2 separate regions of the Mus musculus genome follow, and region 2 is linked to region 1. Evidence: chromatin contacts called from public Hi-C data. All regions are on one chromosome and are shown on one strand. Each heading gives the region's core, a stretch centred on a gene start, on an enhancer-like site or on the middle of the called end of the contact. The rest is flanking DNA. Distances are from core to core; before and after follow the strand shown. Region 1 overlaps Maml3 (mastermind like transcriptional coactivator 3). Region 2 has its middle 18 kb from the start of Gm30074.

What was found. Hi-C and Micro-C count contacts between places; a contact is called where the count stands out from the background.
Region 2: a contact with region 1 is called in a Hi-C map of bone marrow-derived macrophages, with 33 read pairs. The contact joins two enhancer-like sites. A contact is called at or near these places in 2 of 15 datasets of contacts at CTCF or cohesin (the NIH/3T3 cell line and large pre-B cells), 15 of 484 Hi-C or Micro-C datasets (the Ba/F3 cell line, adipose-derived mesenchymal stem cells, bone marrow-derived macrophages and 9 more), 27 of 115 datasets of contacts at active chromatin or transcription factors (the 230-238 cell line, the SCID.adh cell line, T-cell acute lymphoblastic leukemia and 22 more) and 1 of 9 other capture datasets (embryonic stem cells).

What each region holds. Positions count from the first base shown.
Region 1 is chr3:51,857,240-51,863,218 of GRCm38.p6, reverse strand. All of the region lies in intron 1 of Maml3 (mastermind like transcriptional coactivator 3), which reads left to right. Among named protein-coding and RNA genes, the nearest start is that of Gm46803, 150 kb to the right of the region's middle. Within about 2 kb of position 3,803, at least 25 of the 459 cell types and tissues checked have an H3K27ac peak or open chromatin away from gene starts, as enhancers often do. A contact at or near this core is called in the Ba/F3 cell line, T-cell acute lymphoblastic leukemia, bone marrow-derived macrophages and 1 more, where this site is marked.
Region 2 is chr3:52,194,619-52,200,597 of GRCm38.p6, reverse strand. No RefSeq gene overlaps it. Among named protein-coding and RNA genes, the nearest start is that of Gm30074, 18 kb to the right of the region's middle. Within about 2 kb of position 2,442, at least 216 of the 459 cell types and tissues checked have an H3K27ac peak or open chromatin away from gene starts, as enhancers often do. A contact at or near this core is called in the Ba/F3 cell line, T-cell acute lymphoblastic leukemia, bone marrow-derived macrophages and 1 more, where this site is marked.

The sequences.
Region 1 (5,979 bases), core at 2,554-5,053:
CAAACTTATGCTGGCAGGCTCAGAAACAGTTTGTTGTTGGTTTTTTTTTACCCAAAGAGCTATCTCACCAGCCCTATCTCACATTTAAAAAAAAAAATCTGTTTCTTTGTTGAAGGATATTTTCCATATCTTTAGTGTTGTGGATATCCTGCAATAAACGATGATGTGCGGGTATCTTCTATTCTTCCTGTTGTGGGTCTGGGGGATGCCATAGACTCCTGGGCACACTCCATTTCATTCCTTCCAACCTCTGGTTTTCTCACTCTTACTTTCTCTAGCTCACATATATCCTGTAATTTAACATCAACACAAGCCATCAAGCCACAGTGCAGAGCGCAGGCCATCTCTAGAGCATTCTGGAAGGGGAACTGTTGTCTCCAGAGTACTTGACACCTGATGGCAACCCATATTGTCACAGGCATTAGCTGAATGGCACACTTCAGCTCCTGGCAGCTCTGCTTCCCTTAATGGGCAACAGCATCTCTGTGTGACCGAGGTGACACGGAAACAAGCGAGTTAAGCCTCAGAGAAGTTTCTGTGCTTGTTCACCAGGGTCCGATGTACTGAGAGGCTTTCTGCTCCCGGAGGCAAGAGGGCCAGAGTCTTGTTGAGAGAGGCTATTTGGGCTGTGATTGACCTGAGTCCCTGAGAGTGGGGACTCCCAAGACAATTGCTCCCCTGCAACCAATGAGGTTCCTACTCACTGAAAGAGCTGCTTGTCAGCCCCTCCAACACACACAGGGCGCTGCACCATGCCTCCCTCCCACATCCCCTTCTCCCGAGAGAGACATGAAGAGAGAATTAGATTTTCAGACCACCTTCCCATAAAACAACACACGATGAGAGAGAGAGAGAGAGAGAGAGAGAGAGAGAGAGAGAGAGAGAGAGAGAGCATGAAGATTGTTCTATCTTGAACGTAACAACACAAGACATTAAAACCACAGCATAGCATCTTCAGGGCTGACACTCTCATACTCCCAGATGCTGAGACATGAAATATACACACCAGGATTTGGTTAAAAGGGGGCCAGCAGCGGGGACTGTGAGGCCCTTGGGGAAACGAATCTACTCTGCGGCAGCTCCATTCAGGTGGCATGCTGGAAATGTATTTGGTTTGAACCTGAACAACACACCTTCCCCTGTTCTACAATCTGGGACACGGATGCATTAGCACTTGGACTTGGGATTGAATTGCAAATTTGATTTTTGTTGTTCATATTAAGAAAGCTACTCCAGATGCTTGGGAAACATTAAGGTTTGGCCGGCTAGGGAACGGAAATATTGTCATTATACCTATCTGAGCCTTGAAGATTCAGGATGCATGCTGTCCCCATGGCAGTCGTGACTGAATTTTAAAGATAGTAGAGCTAAGGCTTAGTGCGTGCTGGCTGGGTCCCACGTGCAAAATTACGTGTTTGCACATTATCTCCTATGGACTCCCGTCACAGTTGCTCGGTGAGCTAAGTGTTACTAACCCGTTTGGGAGCCAATGAAACCAAACTTGGGACAATTTATAGAAATTTCTCCAAAGCCATTCTTTGATTGTCAGCTGGGGATGGTTGGGGGCTCAGAAACAAGCAGAATGAAAAACCTGCCCCCTTCAGTGTGGCCTTTCTGGCACGACAGCATCTGTTACTAAGTACCATACCACATTTTAGGGCATGGTAGGGGGATCTTGGAGTTGAGCAGTCTTTTTTTTTTTTTTTTTTTTTTTTTTTGGTTTTTCGAGACAGGGTTTCTCTGGGTAGCCCTGGCTGTCCTGGAACTCACTTTGTAGACCAGGCTGGAGAGCAGTCATTCTGACTCTAGTGTTTCGTGCACTTGACTCCTTCGAGGTGAGTGGGCCCCTAAGCAGACCTGTTATGCCCTGTAGCCTGGGCCACCTTTGTTTTATAGGAGACAAGTAGAGCATATGTATTTCTTGGTCCTGTTCATCCATTACAGGTTCCAGAACAGAATCGTGGGCCTGTGAGTTCTAAAATAGCGTCAGATTCATTGTTAAAGACCGGTACTCATTTTCTTACCATCACTTCAGAAGGTGCCTGACCTCGTTTCTGTTAGGTCACTAAGCACTGATACTTGAATTCCCCACATGTTTGGAACCACATACATTCAAACAACTGTCATGCCAAAGATCAGAATCTCGGTTTCCTGATTTGTTCCATAAATGACGTCACTCTCTAGCAGTGTTCCCCCTAACGTGATGGGTTGATGTGGTTGGTTTTTATTTTTGTTTTTCTCCTTTGAAGTGAGTTCTGGTGTGTCTTGGGGTTTTACTGCTGTAAACAGACACCGCGACCAAGGAAACTCTTATAAGGACAACATTTCATTGGGGCTGGCTTACATGTTCAGAGGTTGAGTCCATTATCATCAAGGCGGGGGGCGGGGGGGGGCGACATGACAGCATCCAGGCAGGCGTGGTGCAGGAGGAGCTTAGAGTTCTACATCTTCATCTGGAGGCTGCTAGCAGAACACTGGCTTCCAGGCATCCAGGGTGAAGGTCTTAAAGCCCATGTGAACAGTGACACACCTACTCCAACAAGGCCACACCTCCAAATAGTGCCACTCCCTGGGCCAAGCATATTCAAACCATGACTAGGTGTGTCCCAGTTAGATCCCTGCTCTCAGCTGTTCAAGAGCTTCGACTGGGTGGACAAGACTGGCGCTAGTATGTAATTGAAACTGGAAGGTTTAAGGAAATGATTAGATAGGAGTTTGGCTAAAGGAAACCTTCGACTCTGTTTATACTTTTAAGAACCTAATTCTCAGCCGGACAGTGGTGGCGCACGCCTTTAATCCCAGCACTTGGGAGGCAGAGGCAGGCAGATTTCTGAGTTTGAGGCTAGCCTGGTCTACAGAGTGAGTTCCAGGATAGTCAGCGCTATATAGAGAAACCCTGTGTCAAAACAAAACAAAACAAAAAACAAAAATCAACCTAATTCTCTGCTTCCAAGAGAGCACATATTCCTTAACACTCACATCACCTTTAGCTCCGTGTTACAATCCGAGGGGCTCCTCTAGAGCCTTGCCAACTCTACCAAGTGCAGTTCAGAGGGAGTCCAACACATCTCACCCCTAAGGTCATCTCTGTCAAGGGCATGAGGTACCCAGATGGAAGAACTTTTCCAGACTCCACCCTGTACCACTTAGGCCCTCTACTGTCTCCTGTTCTCCTGCAGCTGAGTGGGAGCCTAACCAAGGCAAAGCCTTGGTCCATTTGGCATGCATCTCCCCAGCTCCTCCTCTGTGGAAACCCATGGACCACAGCCACCTGTCTAGAAGAACAGTGTCAAAGAGATGAACTGGGTATAAAAGGAATAAACTCATAGAGTTAGCAAGAACTTGAGTCCGTAAAACACTCCTTGGTGCAAGAGAACGTCCCATGAGTTAGCAGGAATGAAGACTCTCGTTAGGAAATTCCTTCTGGCCACCAACCTGATTTCTTTCAAACTCACTTGTAGCATTTCTGAATTAGACTCCTTTTGCAGCTTCTTATTAACTGTTGCTAAGATCCTGACCACTGCAGACACCCAGGAAACAAGGCAGCCACAGTCCCTAAGTTCTCAGCACAAAGTCTGACAATGTCTACAATGTGGGTATATAGACAGCTTGAAAAACCTTATTCTAAATAATCCAATTGAGTGTGGGTGGGCTGGGGTGGGGAAGGGAGGGGTACCCAGCTTCCTACAGTATGAGGAGTCTGAAATCTGATATGTACTGTGAGCAACCATTGACCAGGAAAGGGAGGGAGAGAGGGCGTGTTAACCAGGGAAGGGGGCGGAAAGAGGAAGTATTAACTAGGGAAGGAGAGGAGGGTTTGGTTTTTTTTCCAAGCAAAGAAAAATACTTTGCCTAGAGGCAGAAGGAAGCCTGACACAGAGAACTTAAAGAGGTAGAGGAAGTGTGGGTTGCAGCCTGGTGGGCAGTGCTGGCCTAGCATGAGCAAGGCCTCATGGGATTGTTCCCAACTTCATATTCTCATTCTCTCTCTCTCTCTCTCTCTCTCTCTCTCTCTCTCTCTCTCTCTCTCTGTGTGTGTGTGTGTGTGTGTGTGTGTGTGTGTGTACATACATATATACATGAATGAATGACTTTAAGGAGAATTGATGGAAGACACACTCTGGATGAGCGTGGGAAGGATGTGGAAGGACATGACAGGAAGACCCAAAGATGGCAGTTGAGATTGTAGACTGATTGCTTGGGCTTATAAACAGCAAACACACAGCAATGTGTCTTTTGAAGAAGGTGGCAGCCTACTGGATAGATATGAGAGTTAAACTATGGGTAGAAGAACAGATGAGGGAAGGAAGAGTGGGTGGGTCACCCAGAGAAGACCCCGGTCAGGGTCAGTGACGGTGTGAGTGAGCACGAGATGAGCGTATCTCTCTGTACGATGCTCACACTTCTGACCTGGATAGCTGGGCAGATACTGAGATGGGGAACAGGTGAGGATGGAATTAAGATTTAGATGTTCCTGAACTATCTAAGTAAGCTGGAGTTGGTGGGGCTAAGCAGATATATTGCTGGCTACACAGTTTGTGACCATCAACCTCGGGAAGATGGCTGCGGCCCTTGTAGTAGAGGAAATTGCATAAATGAGCAGAAATTGGGGAAAGTTAAGGGGAAACCAGGGGAGAATCCCACCATTTACAACAGTGAAAAAGAGAAAACCAACTGTGGCATCATGGGAGATGGTGGAAACACACCAAGCAGCAGATGGAGCCAAAAATAACGTAAACCAAGACACACGCGGACGTTTTACGCCATGTTCAACATTAATCTTTATTATCAGTATTTCAGGCATGTGTTCGATCCACATTCATAGGACAGTTTCACTGCTCTGATCACTATGGCAAGAAAATGGAACCAACCCAGTCAGCCATCAACAGATACAGGGATAGTGAGAGCCTGCTGCATCCGTAAAATGGAACAGTATTCAGCTCTAAAGAAAAGGGAAACCACAGAATTAGCAGAAAGAAATGGATTTAGAAAGTATCATATTAAGGGCGGTTACCCACTCTCAGAAAAGAATTGCATGTTTTTCTTCACACGGGAATCTAGTCTGTAATGTGCACATGTATATCTGTAAACAAAAGTCTATGTGGGTATGGCATAAATGAGGAAAGAACGGAACCGCTATTGTTTGTTGATGAGAAGGGATGTAAATCGAGCTAAGCCATGAGTCCTGAAAGGATGCAACACTACCTGCTTCCTGGTTTTGACACTTCTAACTTCTCTGTTTCCTGCCGTGAAGCGTACAGCAGTGTCACTCGGTGAGAGCAAAAACCCAAAGCCAAGTGGCACAGCTTCAGGATGGCTACTCTGCATAGTTCACTGAGCGCTATAGACCTTGAGTCTTGGAAAAGGCCATGGTAATCTCTCTGCATGGTCTCTTCCTTTCCTTTCCTTTCCTTTCCTTTCCTTTCCTTTCCTTTCCTTTCCTTTTCCTTTCCTTCCCTTTCCTTTCCTTTCCTTTCCCAATTTGTAAGTTATTACAATAAAATGACCTTTTTTTTTAAAAGACATCTTTAGTGTTCTTCAAAATATTGTCAATTTAATCCCTTGATGATTTCAATTATGGTGTGGTGAGAACTGAGGATAGATATCTTTTTCAAGTGCGATGTCTCTCATTTGGAAAAAATACTCCTGGGTGACCCTGGCTGTGACCTTGATCCTGCACGTCTCTGGGCTCTCTGAACACTGCTTTTAGATGTAGGCTTTCCTCACAGAATTCTAACCATGGTGATGCCTGATTTTGAAACTAGAAGCACCCTTTCTTTTTTGTGTGTTCTAAAGCGTTTAAAATGTAGTTCATGGACTAAGGAGATTATTCAGTCAGTAGTGTCTGAGTTCTATTCCAAAAATCTACAGAGGACAACAAAATATCCAGGCACATACCCACTTGTAACCCCAGCACTACAGAGTTAAATGGGTCCCTCGGTTCTCAGTGGCCAGCTTCACCTCCTGGGTGTCCTCCAG
Region 2 (5,979 bases), core at 1,193-3,692, 340 kb before region 1:
TAAGGTGAAGTGATTGAGGAAGACAATAGACACTAATCTCCTACACACACACACACACACACACACACACACACACACACACACACAAGGAAACAGTCACAGGGAACTCTGGACAAAGTTTGAAATACATTCCGTTGCTTTCAGTCCTCACAGTGGACTTATGGGAAGAAGACAAGAGCAGAGAGGTTCATGACTGGCCTGTATTTACGCTGCCCAGGTTCCCTACGGCTGAGAGATTTCTCAGATGACTCTCCTCCTCTTGAAACCCAAAAAAAGCAATGCAGAGGAGGGAGAGGAACCCAGATGAGCTGACTCTTCCCTAGGCTAGCAGCTTCTCCCACAAACATTTGCACAAAGCCTATGTGCAGCTAAGTGAAAATCCTTTCCTGGCCTTCCAGAGGGACCTTGATCCAAGCAAAGTGAAAATAAATCTGCTAAGCTTCAGACATGCCCACTGTCCCCATCTCGGCAAAAAAGCATCTGTATTGACAAAAAGCAAAAAAATTTAACCTTGTTACTGGGCTAAGCACAATTTATGCAAGTGATGAAAAGAGGCCTATGAGATATCAGATAGAAGGATAAACTCTTTTCCCTTAGTGGCCATTAGAACACCGCCCGTTTGATAAAGCCACCTGTGGCTGCTAGGGTCTAGGCTGAAGGCGCTAATTTCCTGTCTGCCATACTCTGCGACTTGTAGATATTGAGAACAAAAAAATGTCATAAATGTGTGGAAGATGTCACTATTGTTTTGTATTCCCACTGGGTGGATCCCACGTTGTGAGAGTTTATAGGGGCAGAAGCCCACAGTTGAGTTTAGCTGGAAAATGACAGAACAGGAGCGAGTAGTGACATGCCCAGATCCTTAGATACCACTGAGCAAGCCCCAGTGTGGAATGCTCACAGGGTGGGTGATTTTAGGCAGAGGACACACCCAGTTGCCTAAGGTGCCGCAGCTGCCCGCAACTGCTTGATTGCCTGACTCTGGCGATTGCTTTCGGGGCGGGGTTAGAAGCAGACCTCCCGTCCACCTTTCAGTGGGGTCTGACGTCATGGTGAGTCATCTGCTCCACTACAAAGTCGGGAATCCGAGGGGGCAGTCAAGATGGTCTAAGGAGAAACAGCTGGGGCTCATTGGCCTGTCGCAGACAGGAAGTTAGCACCTCCAGTCTCTGCCCCAGGAGCCACAGTTGGCTTTATCAAACAGGAAGAGACAAGATTAGAATACGGTGGGGCTGAAAAATACAGTCTAGACTGATTGTCCCTGAAGAGTTGTCATCCACACGAGCTTCTGAAAGCCAATTCACAGGAAGGTATCCCAACCCAAGGTGCCAAGTGAGCCCACTGTGCAGGTGTCAGCCACACAGTTGCCATTGGGAAGTAGGAAAACACCAGCTCTGAGCTATGTGGAAGCATGAGTATTGGTCCTGGATGGATGTGACAACTACTGGGGACACTAAGGGTAGGTACCGTCCTTATCTGGCATCAGCCAAGGATGTGGAGATGCAGGATGTGATGTAGAGAGCTACCTCAGTTAGTCTTTGCTTTCAGCAAAATAAGTATCATGTCCCTGGACCTGCAGGTAGTCCACACAGAAGTGAAAGAATTGGGTCTAGTGCATCTGTGGGCAAGGTAAAGCACACCAGGTGGAGGCGCTATGGAGACAGACTCCAAGCTCGCACTTGTAAAGTACCAGGAATCAGAACTGCCTAGGGAAGACAGCCGGATACCAGCAGAACTGGACTTCCTGGTCATGACTGCTGGATCTGACCAAGAGAGTTCTTCGGTTGCTGAATTCCATATTTAAATTTAGCCTGCAAATGAAAAAAAAAAAGCAGCTTTTTACAACTCTAAATAAACTTTCTACTACTGAGAATGGTGATTGAAGCAAAAGTAAAAATAGCTGCTCACACCACGATTTGAGGAAATCTAAATCTGAAACGATCGTGTTTTTTTTTTTTTTTTCCTTATTTGCATGCTACCAAATAAGGACATCGGGGAAGCAATGAGTCACCAAGATTCTAGCATTTACCAGACTGCAACATGAGGGGAACGCATTCCCTAGGATGAGCTCTGTGATTGGCTTTCCCCTCATCCCCGATGTGGACCCTTATACACCTACCTGAAAAAATCGGTCCTGATTTCTTTTCCTAATTCTTATGGCAGTGTTTCAGTGAGTAATATTCATGCTTCAGACTGTCGAACCTGTGGAAATAATGTCCCACATCTGAGGAACAGCTCAACCCTTTCACAGATTTTTCCAACCTCTGTTATCTCGGTCGATCACACTCGATGTGCGCGGAATCTCCAAGGCAGAGCATGCGGCTGTCACCTAGGACATCACTGAACTGTGGATCTTTTTTGCAGAGACGGGTGACTCACCATCCAGGAGGGGGTGGAGGGAGGATGACACAAAGGAAAACGAGATTTAGAGATCTGAGCTCTCTGTTACCGTGTCACATGGTCCCTGCATAAACCAATGTTCTACAAGTGCGGAAGCCCAGCCGAAAGGTTCGGGCACGGCCTGCCCACCCAGTGTTTCCTTCTCCAGCTCTTAGAAGACAGTTTAAAGAGAGCTCCGGAATGTTCTGGTCTTTTGTTTGGAAATTTCGCCTGCTTGTTGACTAGTTGTCTGTGGACCGTGGGGTGGGTCTGTTTGCTTTAAACAGGCTGAACGATGTGTAAGGCATGCCGGCTGCTTTTGTGCCTGGCTTATTTGAAACTGTTTTAGTGTGACACTGGAGGACTTTAAAGGCAACTGTAGCTGTGGTGGGATGTTCTTGCAAGTTGGTACAAGAAAAAAATGTGTCTATTTCTTAGCACATGATCAGTGGTCTGCATCTCCCCTATAATTAATAATAAAAATAATAATAATATCACAGGGTCTTGCAAAGAAATTTGAATTACTGAAGTTTTTTTGGGGGGGAGCCACTTGCCCCCTTTATCAGAAGACTGCCAAACATAGTCCCAAAGATGGAAGACATTCCTTGTTCTTATATCACAGGAGTTCAAACCCTGTATCACAAGAGAAATGGTTTCTGGAGAGTTATGGAGAGCTACAGTCAGTTTTGCATATTATCATAACAAAAAATAACCAATAAAGATACTGCCCCCTTCATTGTATAAAGGAGAAATAAATGAAGGAATTGCCACTGAGCTAGGAAGCCTGTCCGTCCCACCCCCTCAGTTTTCACCCATCTTCCTGCAAGGAAGCTCAATGGCTGCCAGAAAGGAAGAGACCATGGCTGTGAACTGGTCAGGCCAGAGGTTGCTGGGCATCAAAACGGCAAGAGGCAGGTCACAAAGACCAGGATGGGCAAAGCAGATCTTGTCCTGCCTTTATCTCTAATTAGTTGTGTGGCTTTGGATAAGCATTTCACCTCTCTCATCTGTCAAATGACAGGCTGGGACTAAGTTCTCCAATGTCTCCAACAGCTCTGGTAGGATAGCGGTGTGTGTGTGTGTGTGTTGGATTAGATTATTTTATTAAGGATCCATATGAAGGCTGTGAAGAAAAGCTGACTGTTTCTGCAAGCTGCAAAAGAGCAGACTCTGGAGGAGCTATGAAATGATCCACAAGGAATCCCTGCGGTGGGTTGAAAAACTATAGAATTATGGAATTGTGTGTAACACACAATCTGAGTGAGGCTCTCTGAGGCCATACAAAATGGGACACGCTAAAGCAAAGAACCCAGGCTTTTGAAGCCAGCCTATGCCCCTACTCCAGTCTCTCCCCATGATAATGCAGCACCGTGTGCTCACAATTAAATGTCAGCCACGGAAAACATTTCCCTTGGCTTTGTTGTTCCAGGACCGGATTCTTTTGTCCTCCATATAATGGATATGCAGAAACAATGACAGAACAGAGATTTTTTTTCTTTTCTAAAGCGATGACAAACACAGTGCTCCTTCCTCCCTCCCTCCTTTCCTCCCTCCTTTCTCCTTGTCCCCACCCCCTAAAATAAATCATTGTTCAGGAAAAAAAAAAAAATCCCATTGTCTATTGTCCACGGAGATCAAGATCTGCCTAGGAACAGTTCAGGCAGACGCTGCAGTGTTCCTAGATGGCCGGTAGGTGGCGCACGAAGGCAGTGCTGGCGGAAGCGCGGCCGGTGGCAAGGACGGGGTTGTCGCCTCCCGCAGCCGCCGCCCCCCCCCCCGCCCCCGGCCGCCCCCCTCCTTGCGTGCTAATTGCTGGAACCTCCACTGGGACTTAGGTCCCGGAGAAAGAGAGCGGGAAGGAGGCGGGGAAGGGAAGTGGGGGCTCTGGCTCCAAACACACAAAGCCTCTAGGGCCTCGGCGGCCCTGGGCAGGGCGCCCTCCCTCTGGTCTCTGTCCCCGGGAAGAGCTGCTGCATCCTTGGCTCCCGCCATAGGAGAACCGCGACCCTAGTGTGGGAGTCCCACACACCTCTGACCCCAGCCTCCCACGGGGCTTGGAGACCTGCCTCTGAGCAGCAGGAGGCTCCCAAGTAGACATCTGTCCCCGGCATCCACGCGTGTCCACCCCCAGGAGGAGTCACTGAGGACCTTGTCCCCTCTTCGTCGCTGGCCTGTGCTGGCACCTGGAGTCTAGATGTCTTACCTAGCCTCCAGCCTCTGCAGGAGAACCTGGTGTGAAGGTGTATAGGCAGGTGGGAGCTTTGTGACCTTGAATTTATTAATACCGTCCCCCGACTCCCCACCCTGCTCCCCAACCCTTCACCTCACCAGCCTATCAGTCACAGGCTGTGATACTTAGCCTTCTGAGTCTTGATTATTTATTTTAAGATAGTGCTTCACTTGGGGGCGTGGGGGTTGCAGACAGCACAAACAACTGTCTACAATCCTTAGGACAGACCTGGCATCGCTAGCACCAAGTTAGAAGGGAAAGGGGCACAACTGGATGTGCAAGTAAATGGCCATCAAGATGTCTGAGCTCCCATCTTTGGCTTTGCCAAAGCTGTGAGAGACCTCCTTCCTCTATTTGGAATTTATCCTCTTGTGATTTATACCCAGTCTCTGTTGCGACTCTCTGAGACAGGAGTGTATACCATTAGCTTTGGAGTCAGGCTTGCCAAGTTGAAGTCCTGGCTCCCCCATTTAGTAGCTGGTTAAACTTCATGGTTAGAATTGGACTACCTTACAGACAACAATGGAAGTTCGCTGAGATATCCACGGACATACCGGAGGTGAATCGAGCAATTGCTGACAGCAGCTTCTCTCATTTGAGTCAGAAAGGTCATTTCCCTTCCAGGAAGAGAACAGTAGTCCTGCGAGGCCACATTTCCCCCACAGGATTCCCAGCTATCACCCCAAACACTTTTGTTTGTTTGTTTGTTCTTGTTTTTTTGTTTTTTGTTTTCCAAGACGGGGTTTTTCTGTGTAGCCCTGACTGTCCTGGAACTCACTTTGTAGACCAGGCTGGCCTCCAACTCAGATATCCTCCTGCCTCTGCCTCCGGAGTACTGGGATTAAAGGCGTGTACCACGACACCCTGTCACCCCAAACACTTAAGGAGGCTTCTTAACTCTTGCTGGCCACCAGATGACTAGAGCCATACTCTAGTAGAAAAGAGCTTTGTAGGAGTGGGACTGGATTTAAAACTGTATTCTAAGCGCTGGTCTGTGCCTGGCGATTGGTGACTGCTTATCCCCATCTAGACACTGCTACCCAAGCAGAGATTGAATAGCAGTGAAGGAGGCACCATGCCTTGTCCTTGTTAGGGTATACTGAGAGAGAAATACATCTGTCATGCTCCGACCTGCCCAAGTCGGTTTAAGGACCCAGAAGCCCTTGACCTTTCTCTAAAAGGCTACTCAAGTGTTTCCACCTGCATCTGGTTTGTAGAACTCTTGCGGGAGGTTCAGGCATTAGGCAGACCATTCCTGCAGTCAGTTGCCACAGTTGGTGGCAGAGCCAAGAGGTAGATATAGTAGCTTGTCTTTGAGATGAGCTAAAACTTGCCTCTCAGTACACACACCCTTGTGTATTTCCTTCCCA